2 separate regions of the Oryctolagus cuniculus genome follow, and region 1 is linked to region 2. A link is a contact called in public Hi-C data. All regions are on one chromosome and are shown on one strand. Each heading gives the region's core, a stretch centred on a gene start, on an enhancer-like site or on the middle of the called end of the contact. The rest is flanking DNA. Distances are from core to core; before and after follow the strand shown.

Region 1 (6,820 bases), core at 2,597-5,096, 110 kb after region 2:
CATCTTTTCATTTGATTTTTCCTGCTAGACCATGGTCTTTTTACTTTTTATCTATTGAACTCTTTAGCAGAGCCATTAAGCCTTTGACAATAATAAATCAAAAATGCTATCTCAAAAAAAAATTAACTGAGAAAAAAAAAGGCTAAGAGTCATTTTGGAGCGGGAGTAGGGCATCTGCACAGGAAGCGAGGGGGCTCAGCAGAGGAATCGTGCATCAAGGCCAGCCCAGCAGTCAGGGCACAGGCCACTCCAGCCGAGGCCAACACAGCCAGGGACCTGGCGGGTCGTCAGGGTCAGGTGGCAGGCATCACCTGGATGTTCACACCACAGCATCTGCAGCACCACTGCATCAGACACTACCTAGGAGACAGCGCTGTGCTACAGCAGGCTAAGCCTCCCCTGCAAGGCCAGCACCCTCCACGGGACTGCCCGTTGGAATCCTGGCTGCTACACATCCCAACCTGCCAATGTGCCTAGGAAGCACACGCTGGCCCAAGTGCCTGGTCCCCTGCACCTGCGTGGGAGACCCGGATGGAGCTTCCGCCTAGCCCAACCTTTGCTGTTATGGCCATCTGAGGAGTGATTCAGCAAATACAAGATTCCTCCCTCTCTTGGTCTCAATCTCTGTTGCTCTGCCATTCAAATAAATACCTTTTTTTTTTTTTTTAAAGATTTATGTATCTATTTACTTGAAAGGCAGAGTTTAGAAAGAGAGAGACAGTGGGACAGACACAGAAAGATCCTGCATCCACTGGTTCACTCCCCAAATGGCCACAACCGCCAGAGCTGGGCTGGTCCAAAGCAGGAGCTTCATCCAGGTCCCCCACGTGGGTGCAAGCACCCAAGGACTTGGGCCATCTCCTGCTGCGTTCCCAGGAGCACCAGCAGGGAGCTGGACGGGACGCGGAGCACCTAGATGGGATGCTAAGGTCACAGGCGATGGCCAACGCCCCCATTCCCCACAAAAGGACACTATTTGGCCGGAAAGTGAACTAGAAAGAAAATGTTAAATCTGGAGGGGGGAAGGGCAGTCACGGCAAACACAAAGCCCACAGCAGAGTGCAACTCTGGCCTGAGGGATTCCACGAATAAGGCCCCTCAAACCACCAGTCAGCAAAGCAGCCATTCAAGTGCTCAGCGCCTTAGCCTACAGAGGTCTCCACCCCGGCTGTCCTGCAACGGTCAGAGCCGGAGAGCTGGGGACGGACACCTCCTTCACCGCTTTAAGATACAACTGAAACAGCTGAACTGTACAGACTCCATCTGAAACTGCGATGAAGGGGACAGTGCTGAAACCTCCAGGCCGTACCTCCGGGTGGCTCCCACGCCATAAACGGCCGCCACTCCTGGGGCTGCCACCTGAGGGTGAGGACTCGCAGGCTGACAGACCAAAACACTCATTTTGCCAAAAATGCAGACTACTCCTGAACCAGCAGCTCCTGTTACTGTCTAATTACATTATTTAACTGGCCATGGGCTCATCGCCCATATGCAAAATCACTCTGATATTCGGAGAAACATAACCTCTTATGTCAAATCTACTTAAAAATACAAGGCAAACAAGCTTCTTGGACAATATTCTCGAACGCGAAACTCTGCAGCGACACTGTAATCACAGCGACCGTGACAGCCGCGAGCCCGCAGCAGCCCGGCTGGCCCCTCAGCGCCCACACACGCAGGACTCCGACCAGGCGACACCCTCAGAAACGGACTTCTGTTGAATCCTGCTCTGGGTATTTTTTCAGTTTAAAAAAGGAAAGAAAAAGAAAGAGAAGGAAGGGGATGATGACCGTGACCACGACCACGACCAGCGCTTCTCAAGGCTTCTAGCCTGGGTTAACTTAGCGGTGTCACTGGTTAGCCTTCCAGGAACCAGAAGCACACACACAAACAACAGGAAAACGCCACAGCACGCTGGTCTTTGTTCCCTCGCAGCGCCCCGCACCGCAGACAGCAGCCAAGGCAGTGGGAGCCTGTCCCTAGGGAAACCCCAGGGAGCAAGGGTCGAGGACTCGCACAGCACCGCACCGCGGCCCACCTTCGTGTCACAAAGCCGGGCAAGGCGGTCTTCCTGTTCTATTTTGTTTTTGCTGCACGACAGCTGCAAAGTTACCATCAGGAGAGTCGAGCAGTAACCCTCCAAGACACGGCCCCGACTCCGTCTCCAGGGCGCAGAGGCTCGCTGGAGACACGGAGTTCCCAGGGGCGCTGCGCAGGGCCAGTCTCCGGCTCAGGGCTAGGCAAGCGGGGTCGAGGACTAGGCTTGCACACACAGAGAGCAGGAGCCGTCTCCACAGCACTTGTCCCACCAGCAGGACCGTTACGGCCTGGCTGTTCTGCAGCCCAACAAGTGCACACCGAGCAGGGGCCTCGCCGCCGCAGGAAGCCGTCTCGCAAAACACGGCGTCCGGGCGAAGGGCTAAACGCTCCCAGCAACCTGCAGGAACCCCGACCGCCGCGCACGCGCGCTAACTGCTGAGCCGCGTTCCCCACGGGAGGTGAGGGCCCTCTTGGCCCAACTTAATCTTGCAAACGCTTCTACCCGAACTCCAAGGAAGCTGGGACCCACACGGGAGCAGACACCCCAGCACCACCGCAGAGAGGCACCCGGGGCAGCGCCGCGACTCGCCCCCAGGACGACACCGCCACAAGGGTCAACATCACAATCCATGTGGCAGGGCCAGCCCTGCACACGCGCGCGCGCACCCGCACACGCGCGCGCGCGCGCACCCGGCTACCGCCCTGCCGGGGGATGATGAAATGAGGAACGGAAATTAACATTTCAGGCAACGTCTCACATTGTTCCTTGAGGCCAAGGGCTGCAGCCGCCGCCGCCGCCTTCCTCCCGCTCGCCCCCGGCCCGCCTCCCCTCCCCCAGACCCCCCTGCCGCCCGCATTCCTGCCCTCGCCGCGCGCGCGCGCGCGCGCTCCCGAGCCCCGCGCCCCCCGGCCCCCGCGCCGCCCCCTCCGGCGCCGAGCCGAGGGCCGCCTGCCCCCGTTTCCACACCGCGCCGGGCACAACAACGACAACCGGCGCGGGGCAGGCGCCCTCGTGCGGGCCAGGGGTCGGCGCCCCCGGGCCCGCCCTCGGCCCCACACGGCGCCCCCGGGCCCCTAGGCCGCCCGGGTCCACTCCGGGCCCCTCACAGTGCCCCAAGAACGCGCAGCCCCTCCAGGGCCCAGGCCCCACGCTCGGCTCCTCAGAGCGACCCGCAGACCCCTTGGGTCCGCCCGGGGGCGCACCCTAGGCCCCTCACGGCGCCCCCGAGTGCCCCGGGGCCCTCCCGCGACCCCCCGACCCCTCAGGCGCTCCAGACGCGCCACAGAGCCCACCCTCGGCCCCTCACGACGCCCCCAGACCACACAGACGCTCCCGCGGCGCCTCGGAGCCCGCCCCCGGCCCCTCGCCGCGGCCCCGGACCCCCGGCCCGCGGAGGCCCGCCGAGTCCGCTCAGCCAGCAGGCCGCAAGGCCGCGCGATCCCGGCCCCCGCCCCGACCCTCGACCTCGGACGGCGCGCCTCTCACCGGCTCCGAGGGCGGCTCGGCGGCGGCGGGGCGCAGGCGCTGCCCATGCAGCCCCGCCGGTTTCCCGGCCGCGCGGCCCGGGCGGGAAGGCGGCGGCGGCGGCGCGGGCTCCGAGCGCCGCCGAGCTGCGAGGGCCGCGAGAGGCGAGCCCGCCCCTCGGGCGCGCCCAGGGCTCGCGCGGGGCCGCGGTTCGGTCTGACGCTACTGCGGGGGCGTCTGGCCGCGGGCTCGGCGGCGGCGCCTCCCGGGCTGGGGCCCTCGCTCCATCGCGCTCCGTCGCGGGCGGCCTCTGGCTCCAGGACCCAGCGGCGGCTGCGGCGGGCGCCGGGCGCATGAGACGCTCCCGCCCATTGGCCCGCCGTATCCGCCACCGCCATTGGCCCGCCACCGCCGAGCCGCAGGCGTTGCGCACGTCACGGCGTCGGGAGGAAGTGCGATGCCGGGGTGAAGGGACGACGCTGCGATTGACAGCTTCCCGGACGGGCTTGGGGCGGGACTAGACGACGTCCCGGGGACGACAGCGCACGGCCGTGCGTCAGGGCGCACGGGGCGCGGAGGCTTACGGGACGCTGGATTGGCTGTCTGCGTCTCTCAGGGGGTGGGCCTTGCGCTCTCGGGCACGACGATTGGTCTTGCCGAGTGCCGGAACCACAAGGCGCCGGGTCTGGAAGCGAGGCGTGGTGCTGAAGGAGGTGGGAAACGGAGTGTCCGCCGAGCGGGCGCGCGCTCCCCGGGAGGCGGCTCCGTCGCTTTCGCCTGCCCGGGCAGGCTCCCCTCGGCTGCTCCTGGCCGGGCGTGTGCGGTGTTCGGGCGCGGCCGGCCCCGAGCCGAGGAGGCCCTCTCCGCGGACCGCTTGTCCGAGCCGCCCGGGGCGCACCTGGCCCGTGCAGCCGTCGCTCTTCCACGTGAGTGGCCGCTGGGGGTGGGAAAAGCGGCGGTGCACGCCCACCGGCGCTGGGCCGCGGCCGGCGGGAGCCCCGCGACAGGGCGCATCCGGTCACGTCGGCGGCCGGGGGCCTCCCCGGGCTGGCGCAGCACTGTGGCGCAGGGGCTGGCGCGTGGCTGCCGAGGCCGCGGAGCGTGAAAAGGTTGTGCCCCGTGGTCGCAAACTCGAGGTACAAGTAAAAGAAGCAGGGGCGAGTGTTTGGCCCGGTGGTGGGACGCTCACGGCCCGTATCGGCGCGCCTGGCTCCAGCCGGGCCTCTGCCCCTGACCCCAGCCTCCTGGGAATGCGCGCCTGGGCGGCAGCAGGTGATGGCCGCAGCGGTTGGGTTCCTGCCCCCACGCGGGAGACCTGGATTGAGTCTGGCTGCTGCCTCCAGCCGGGGCTGTCGCTGGCATTTTGGGAGTGACCCAGTGGGTGGAAGATGCCCAGCTTGTGTGTGTGTGTGAGAGAGCGCGCGCGAGCCTCTCAAGTACTTCATGTAAAACAGGAAAGCCAGCCTACCCGTTTCTGACCACATTTGTGAAAAGGGGGCCCCGCGTTCCGCATGTGCCTGACTGTCGAATGACGAGATTAGGCCGGCGAGCGTCAGGCCTGGACCCTGCCCCACGTGTTGAGTAAATGTCGGTGACTGGGGATTGGTGTTTCGTGTTTGTTTCCTCCCTGGACCCTCCTGGAGGCGGGCGCCCGGGATCAGGTGCACCTCCCTGCCGATGCGCCTGGGAAGCTCAGGCGCTTGGCCCCTGCCGCGCACCTGGGAGACCCAGGCGGCGTTCCCGGATCCCGGCTTTGGCCTGGCCCAGCCCTAGCTGTTGTAGGAATGTGGGGAGAACAGCAAATGACGGTCGGACTTGAAAACTGAGTCTGAAAGCGTGCCAGTGTAAAAGGTGAAAGCCACGGAAGCAGAAACTACAGGATGGAGAAGAAGCGGAGCGTAAAGAATTAAGCCGCTGGATGCACTGATTCAAAAGCGTCTCCTGTCCGCTGAGGGCCAGCACCAGGAGGGCACTAAGGACTGGGGATTTGACAGGTGCAGCTGACCCGCGGAGGACGCAGGTTCAGAAATTACTGTCAGCAGCTCTGTGACCCTGACCGCAGGGTGGTCAGCGTCGGAGGCAGAGCCGCTCGGGGGGTGGTCAGGTCCAAGGGTGGGGCTCTTTCCTTGGAAAAGAGGTCTGAGGGAGCTTGGGCGCTTGCAGCCCTCGGCACGTGCCACACCTGCAGAGCTGTGTGATGAGCCACCCGTCCGTGCTGACTGCTTGGAGAGAGTGCGGGGTGCAGGACGAAGATCAGGTCTCGTCCGGAGCTGGCTTTCAGGGCTAACTGGGTGAGAGGTGAGGGAGTCGCTGTAGGCCTGTGCTGTCCACTAGTGGCCATCTGTGACTACTGGCCCCTTAAACTGTGAAGGCTGTCTGCCCCAGTGGTTAAGAACACATCGCCTGGGACCCCTGCATCCCATACTGGAGAGTGCCTGGGTTTGAGTCTCACATCTGCCTGATTCCAGTTTCTGCCAGTCCTGGGAGACTGCAAGAAATGGTTCAAGTAGTTGGGTCCCTGCCACCCAGTGGGAGTCCTGGATCTTAGTTCCCCACTCCTGGTGTTGCCTGGCCCAGCGCTGGCTACGAGGTACATTTGGAGAATGAACCAGTGCATGAGAAGTCTCTCTGTGCCTTTCAAATAAGTAAACTTAGAAGGAAAATAAAGAAAGAGGGGCTGGCATTGTGGTGTAGCAGGTTCAGCCACCACCCATGACAGCAGCATGCAGCATGAGTGCTGGTCTGAGACCCGGCTGCTCCCCTTCCAATCCAGCTCCCTGCTGATGCGCCTGGGAGAGCAGCAGAAGATGGTCCAGTCCTTGGGCTCCTGCACCCACATGTGAGAGCCAGAAGAAGCTCCTGGCTTCAAGTTAGTCCAGCTCTGGCCACTGCAGAAGTGAAAAAGTGGATGGAAGATCTCTCTCTTTCGCTCTGTCTCTGTAAACTTTGCATTTCAAGTAAATCTTTTTTTAAAAAAGAAATGAGAATCCAAAGGCGTGTGTGCTGTAATACAAAATACACTCCAGATTTTGAAGGCTTGGTGCAAAGACAAAAAGAACATAAAGTATCTGACAAACACTTTTTATTTGTGACACGTTGAAATGACAGTTTTTACATATATTAAATAAATATAGTGGCTAAATTATCACATTCCTTTATGACCATGGTGACTAAGAAATGCCAGTCACACCTCGGCTCACGTTCTGGGAGAGGTGACTTGAAAGGGCAGGCTGCATCCAGCCAACAGAAGCGTCCACTCTGTCCAACTCGAGTCTGCGGCCTGTATTGGATTCAGGATAGAAGAGATAGGGGCAG
Region 2 (6,650 bases), core at 2,325-4,824:
AGCCCAGCCGACTTCACGCTGAGCTGCCCAGGTCTGAGAGGGGCCGCGGCTGCGGCTGTGCGCAGGGGGCCAGAGCCGCCGCACCCCAAGTGGGCCTTGGCCAGAAGCACTGGCTTGGGACATCCCTCCCCAAGGGCTCTTCCCAGAGGCAGAGAGACGACGGCTACACCCTGCTGACAGCAGGAAGGCACCTTCTAGAAACCACCCCAGCGCACGGCTTCAGGTCCTCCTTCCCATCAGCCATGTGCCCTGTGCTGCACTGTGACCGACTCACCCACGTCCCGTGCCTCCCTCAGACAGCCCTGCGCTCAGGACACACTGCCCATCCACCCGCCACTCCTCTGCGGACTTCTTCACGGCACCCCCGAGGTCCCGCCAGAGTAGTGTACTGGAACAAGCATCGCTGTGCTCCGTTTCTGGCGTTAAGGACACAGCTGGCTCACCCTGGGGAGAAGGGGAGGCTGCGGCTCTCCCTCGGCACCGCCTTCCTGCCCCAGCGCTCCCAGACAGGGCACCTGCCTGCCTACTCAAACTCTGGACTCTAGACTCCACCCCAGAGCTGCAAGTCACAGCCTGGAGAGACAGACAACTCGGCACCATGCCCAGGGCCAGCTGTCAGACTCACAGCTGTCTAGGAGCCAGCAGGCCCTGCTTCACAAGGTTTTTTTCTTTTTGACAGGCAGAGTTAGACAGTGAGAGAAAGAAAGAGAGAAAAGTCTCCCTTTTCCGTTGGTTCAGCCCCCCAATGGCCGCTGTGGCCAGCGCGCTGCGCTGATCCGAAGCCAGGAGCCAGGTGCTTCTCCTGGTCTCTCATGCTGGTGCGGGGCCCAAGCACTTGGGCCATCCTCCACTGCACTCCCCGGCCACAGCAGAGAGCTGGCCTGGAAGAGGGGCAACCGGGACTAGTACCCAGCGCCCCGACCGGGACTAGAATCCAGGGCGCCGGCGCCACAGGCGGGGGATTAGCCTAGTGAGCCGCGGCGCTGGCCTGCAGCAGTAGAAGGTTTTTAAAATCCCAGCCTGCCTGCTCTCAGGATGGATAACTGGACAAAGGCGTACCTCAGAGGCGCACAGGCTCTGTCTAGGCCAGCAGAGCCCACGGCCTGTCCTGCAGTCCTGCAGCATCTGGCTGTGCTTCCTGTGCCCAGGTGTCCACACTAGGGCTCTGGTCAAGGACGGTTCTGAGCCCCGTGTTCAGTGGAGAACCAGACTCCTCTTCCTGCGTGGGCAGAGCAATGGCCCAGAACAGCGAGAGGAGAGCACGGCTGACTTACAGACCAACTGCACCCCAACTCCACAAGAGGAAGCACAGGGGCCAACTGGCAGGACTGGGTGAGCTCCGCCACAGCCATGGCCACTCCGAGACACAGGCCGAGCCCAGGGAGCGTCAGCACCTTGCCGTCATTGCTGCTGCCCTTGGGGGAGCACAGTGCGAGTCCCAGAAGGCCAGCAACTACCATTTCCATCGCCTGCAGCTGCGCCTTGCTCACCAACAGAAACACCACTGCTTCTTTTGTGAGATCAACTGGCGAGGTACGAGGTGTCTACCAAGCACACTTCACTGCAAGAGAAGCAGTCCACACACTGGGAGCTGGCCAACAGCGCTGCGACTGCACTTGTTTTGAAAAGGCTGTTGTCCTTAAGGCACATCCTCGCTGACCTCCCCACAAAGCGCCAGGGATCTGAGGACTTGCCCAGGAAATGAAGGCAGGCATCACCCACCACAGGCAGGTGTCACTGTCAACTCCTGGTGGCTTAGCGGTACCGCCCAAGTGTTCTGCTGTGCCCTCCCGCCTTCACAGTGACAGTGGACACTGTGCAGGCCGTGTCACTCCCAGGACTTTGGCTCTGGCTCCTGCAGGGCCTCACACTGCAGACCTGAGGGTCCCCAGTCACTGGCAGCAAGGTGGACTTGGCCTCTTGACATCCAAGCACAGAACTCAGACTGTGGAAGGCCAGCACGGTGAGGTTTCTGGCTGGCAACTTGGACACATGGCCATCTGGCCCTCTCCTGACCTCTCAGGAACCCAGGCCACAGGACCATGGCTCATGCCACAGCTTTTTCTGAACAGCCGACTGACCAGGAATAGAGGCTAGGCTACACGTTAGTCCTTGTCCATCTCAGCCCCTCAGGAAGCCGCCGATGGTGCTGTCCCAGGTCCTTGTGGCCGCACCCCAGCCTGTGCTCCAGCAGGGACAGGGCCCGTGAGGAGGCAGTAATCTGTGTCTTACAGGATGTTTGTTTTAGAGGGTAGGACTGCTGTGAGCCCTAAGTCTCCCTGTTCGGAGCTGAGCATTTCACTGCTAAACATGGAAAGGGGCCAAGGTTCCTTCTGGTGGAGAGTTGTGAAGCTGTCTTGGGCTGGCCTCCGAGGCTTTCTGATCACCACCATCAAATCAAACCCTGGGGCAGGAGCCCAGGGACACAGTCTCCCTGGTCAGGCGACACGGCTACTCCTCTTAAAGGTGACTTCACAAGCAGACGGGAACAGAGAGCTGCCTGCAGCCAGCGAAGGGACCCACTGTCACCTGGTGGCCAGGGAGGGGCTGGCCCTGCTTGGATCTCTCCACACATAAAGTGGAAGCTCCAGGTGGTGGCCACCAGGGAAACCTGCATCTGTGGGGCCAGAGAAGCACCTGTTCCAAGGGCTAACAAGGAGCCCTGGGCCCACCTGCAGGGCACATGTCCCCACACCGACAAGGTCACAATCAATCCCTAAGGACTGCAGCGTTCAAATGTGGAAAATGCTGTCAGGTCAGTCTAGGAAAACACCAGGACCCTCTCTGCACTTCAAGATGCGCCTGTGCTGGGGCCACCAGCATCTCGTATGGGCGCCAGTTTGAGTTTAGGCTGCTCCGCTTCCAACCCAGCACCCTGCTAAATGGCTTGGGAAAGCAGACGATGCCTCAAGTTCTTGGGCCCCTGCCACCACATGGGAGACGTGGAAGAAGCTCCTTGCTCCTCGCTTCAGCCTGGCCCAGCTCTGGCCCTTGTAGCCATCTGGGGAATAAACCAGCAGATGGAAGATCTCTCTCTCTGTAACTTTCAAATAAATAAATCTTTAAAAAAAAAAATAATAAAGGGTGTGTGGGCACTTGAGTGGAGGTGCCCACAGCTCCACCTCCCGCCCACCTGCCCCGCCCAGCCCAGCCCCACCCAGCCCAGCCCAGCCCAGCCCAGCCCAGCACAGCCCAGCACAGCCCAGCACAGCGTGTTCCCAGAGTCTCCCTCAAGGCCAGACCTGAAACAGGAGGCCCGGTCATCACTCCCTGCTTCTCAAGGTGACAACAGCAGGAGACCACAGGGAGAGGGAGGGTCCGTGTCCCTGCCGTTGGTAGAGCAGGGACAGGGCCTTGGAGGTGGCTGCTGGGCCTGTGCCATCCACAGAGGTGTGGCAGCCCTTCAGCACCGAATCTGCATTGAGCTAACACCCTGTCCTGCACACCAACGGCCAAGAACAAAACAAAACTTCTAACAGCAATGCCCGTCCTTAGAACTGGTAGGAAGAAACAGTGAAGGGCTGAAACACATTCCGACAGAGCAGAGGCGTGTTTCCGCCAGCCCCCAGGAACGGAGGAGAATCCAGGGCCCGCGCTTCTCACGGTGCAGGCGGCTGGCCAAGCTCCCTGCCGTCCAAGAGGCTGCTGCACACCCTATTTCCTGTGTGGAGCAGACGCAGGGCAGGGGCGGCAGCCCTGGAGACAGGTGCAAGGCAGGGGCCCCTTCCTCTCTATAGACACTTCAGAGACCCTCACCCCCAGGCCCACAGACCACGGCTGCAAACCATGGCACCCCAGGGCACTCTCCTCTTAAAAGACACAGAAACACACCAAGGGCACTTCCTAACGGCAAAGGGGAAAGAGGCTCCAGCAAGGAGGAGTCTTGGGCAGAATCTCAGAAGGAAAGGCATGTGGCATTGTGGCACTTCCCTTGGGGGCGGTGTCTATGGGGAGGTGGTCCCAGCCCTGCTGATGGGGGCAGTGTCTACGGGGAGGCGGTCCCAGCCCTGCTGACACAGCACTGGAATGGAAGTTGAAGTGGGACTGGACACAGGAGCCCCGGCTGCCCACAGACACCAATAGCCAAGGAAGCCCCTGGTAGTCATTCAGGCCTCCTCGTCCAACTGAGCTGCAACCAGAGGAGGTGGAGCCCTCAGTCCACACAGAGCCCAGGTACAGGCTGCACTGTTCAGTGACCTTGAGAAATCCTCACCCAGTCCACCTGTGAGGCTCAGGAGGAGATGGGGCCACCAAAGAAACCCAGGGTGCTGCAAAAGAGAGACCAAGAACTGCACACAAGTCTTGTCTGGGCAGATTCTGGAAAGCCAGGATGAGAGAACACTGCAGGGTCTGCTCCTGTAAACAGAGAGGCTAAGGCCCAGAGAGCAGAAATGAACCATGCGAAGCCCAGCCCGTGGCCTTCCCCGGGCAGGGGGGCTCCGTGGCATCAGAAGCCTCCCCACACTGCAGACTCCCGGGGCAGTGCAGAGAAGACAGGTCTGAAGAAACAGCTGCAACGCGCCCCGGGCCAGGCTGAGCCCAGCTGGGCTCAATCATTTCAACACCTGAGTGCACGACAATGTGCGACTTCAGTGCAGTGGCCCCGGGTGAAGCTGCACGGGAGCATGCGCTGGCTCCTCACTGTCGGGGTCGGGGCACATGTGAGGTCAACACCAAGATGCCACCTGCCCTTTCCAGTGTTGGTGGGCACTGCAGGTGACATGCAGCAGGAGGCAAGGTCTTTAGCCATTGCCCTCATTCTGAGGGCACAACAGTGAACCTGTCCAGTGTCACCTACAGGTGCCCGGGGTCAAGCCCCCAGCCCTGCCCTTTCCTCTCCATGCGGCAGAGCTGCAGGAGCCGCACAGCATGGAGAACGGAGGCCCATCTCCACAGGCTGCCGCAGGCTGGGCTCCAGCAACTCCCGCACAGCACAACCTGCAGGTTCGCCAGTCCCCTGCGTCCCAGGGTGTGGGGTCTGCACACTGCATCACACAGAGATCACCACGCTGAGTCGCTGACAGCCTACTCATGTTTCACTGCAGAGGGAATGTCTGGTCACAATGATGCCAGCTCCAAGTCCTCACGTGGGCACAGCGTGGCAGTCGTGTGGTCAGCAGGGAACGCTGCTGCCGGGGACACCTGCAGCCCGTACTGGAGTGGAGGGGCCGGTCCCAGCCGCTCCACTTCTGACCCAACTGCCTGTTAATGTGCATGGGAGACAGCAGAGGACTGGCCCAACCACTCGGGCCCCTGCCAGCCACATGAGACCCTCAGACGCAGTTCTGGTTCCTGGCTCCATAGCACTGACTGTTTTAGGCATTTGGTGTAAGATCAATCAATCAATCAATCAATATCTCTCTATCCCCTCCTTTCAATGATGATACACAGCAAGATTGTGATTTCAAAGAAAGCTGACAGCAGTCTTGCCACCAATAAAATCTCACATAAAGCCGTCAAGTAAACAGCTGAACTCTGGAGCACACGGGACATCCTGACACCTGAAGACATTTCATGAGGTCAGAGGTGGCATCGAGGTGCTGGTTCTGATCACCACCTAGGATCATTTCCAGATGAGCAACAGGAAGTCAAACAGCCCGTCGGAGTGAGGCCAACCACTGGCAGAACAGACTGGGGAGCACAGGGCATCCCACACTGCTACTACCACCACAAACACCTGCTGTCTCCTGAGAAGGAGACAAAACATGCCTCCCTTCCACACTAGGTCACCTGTGTGGGGTCAGCTGAATGTAGCAGGCGGAATGCAAAAAACACACACAAGTATTCAGCTGCTTTTAGTTAAACCACGTAATAGAGATTTGCAAGTGTTTCAAACAGTGTCCCTCTACACACTAAATTACTGATTTCTTTTGTAAAATATTTTCCAGTAAAAATCTGGACATAATACTTTGTAATCTCTAAATGAAGTCTCCGTTGGATTTCTGTTACTGTAAATTAAGACTCAGCACATCCACGCACTGGGCTTCTCCTGGGAAAGCTGCGCCGCGCCCCCTACCCTCTCGCCCTCGCTAGGGTGTCTGGGGGAACTGGTTCCCCCAGCAAGGACAACTGGGTAGAGCCCCACCCTGGCCGAGAAGGGTGAGCAGCCATCAAACAACTAGTTTTAAAAAAAATAAAAGTTCCAAAAAGACACTTAAAATTAAAAGAAAAAGGCTGAGATAAGCGGAACATGCGTGGGCCCCGTGTCTGGTGCAGTGGCTGCCACCCCACCAGGGAAGCCCGCGTCCCATATGCACCTGGGTTCCCAATTCTACTCCCAGGCTCTGGCTTCAGCCCGCCTACCCCTGGCTGTTGGCAGGCATTTGTGTAGCCAGCCAGTGGATGCAGTCAGTGTGTGTGTCTGTCTGTGTCTCTGCTTCTCTTTCGGGGGGGGGGGGGGGGGGGACGGGACACAAACAGGGAAACACACTCAAGAGAGACGGCCCTTCACCCACAGGAGGTACCAACCTGTGCCTGCATATGCCACTGCTCAGCTGGCGACCCTGCCTGCGCCTGGCCAGGAGTCCGCTGCAGGGAGACCCTAACCCCACGTGTAAAAGGCACAGCCATGAAGCAGGAACAGATCTGCACGACCTCCACAGCTTTTCAAGCACCAGGTGAAAACCACCAGGACTGCGAGTCTGAGAGCT

What was found. A called contact is a pair of places that touch in the nucleus more often than the background predicts.
Region 1: a Hi-C map of an unstated tissue shows a contact between it and region 2, with 2.2 times the contacts expected there. The contact joins the promoter of ANKRD11 here to the enhancer-like site in region 2. A contact is called at or near these places in 2 of 6 Hi-C or Micro-C datasets (ear pinna and an unstated tissue).

Annotation. Positions count from the first base shown.
Region 1 is chr18:69,171,636-69,178,455 of mOryCun1.1, forward strand. ANKRD11 (ankyrin repeat domain containing 11) reads right to left here and starts at 3,847. Exons shown (of 15, transcript XM_070062843.1): 1 at 3,527-3,847. It overlaps LOC138846597 (a long non-coding RNA gene), which reads left to right and starts at 3,923. Exons shown (of 2, transcript XR_011384138.1): 1 at 3,923-4,431; 2 at 6,279-6,820.
Region 2 is chr18:69,062,112-69,068,761 of mOryCun1.1, forward strand. The region is part of intron 3 of ANKRD11 (ankyrin repeat domain containing 11); the gene reads right to left. Among named protein-coding and RNA genes, the nearest start is that of CDH15, 74 kb to the left of the region's middle. Within about 2 kb of position 3,575, at least 1 of the 8 cell types and tissues checked has an H3K27ac peak or open chromatin away from gene starts, as enhancers often do. A contact at or near this core is called in ear pinna, where this site is marked.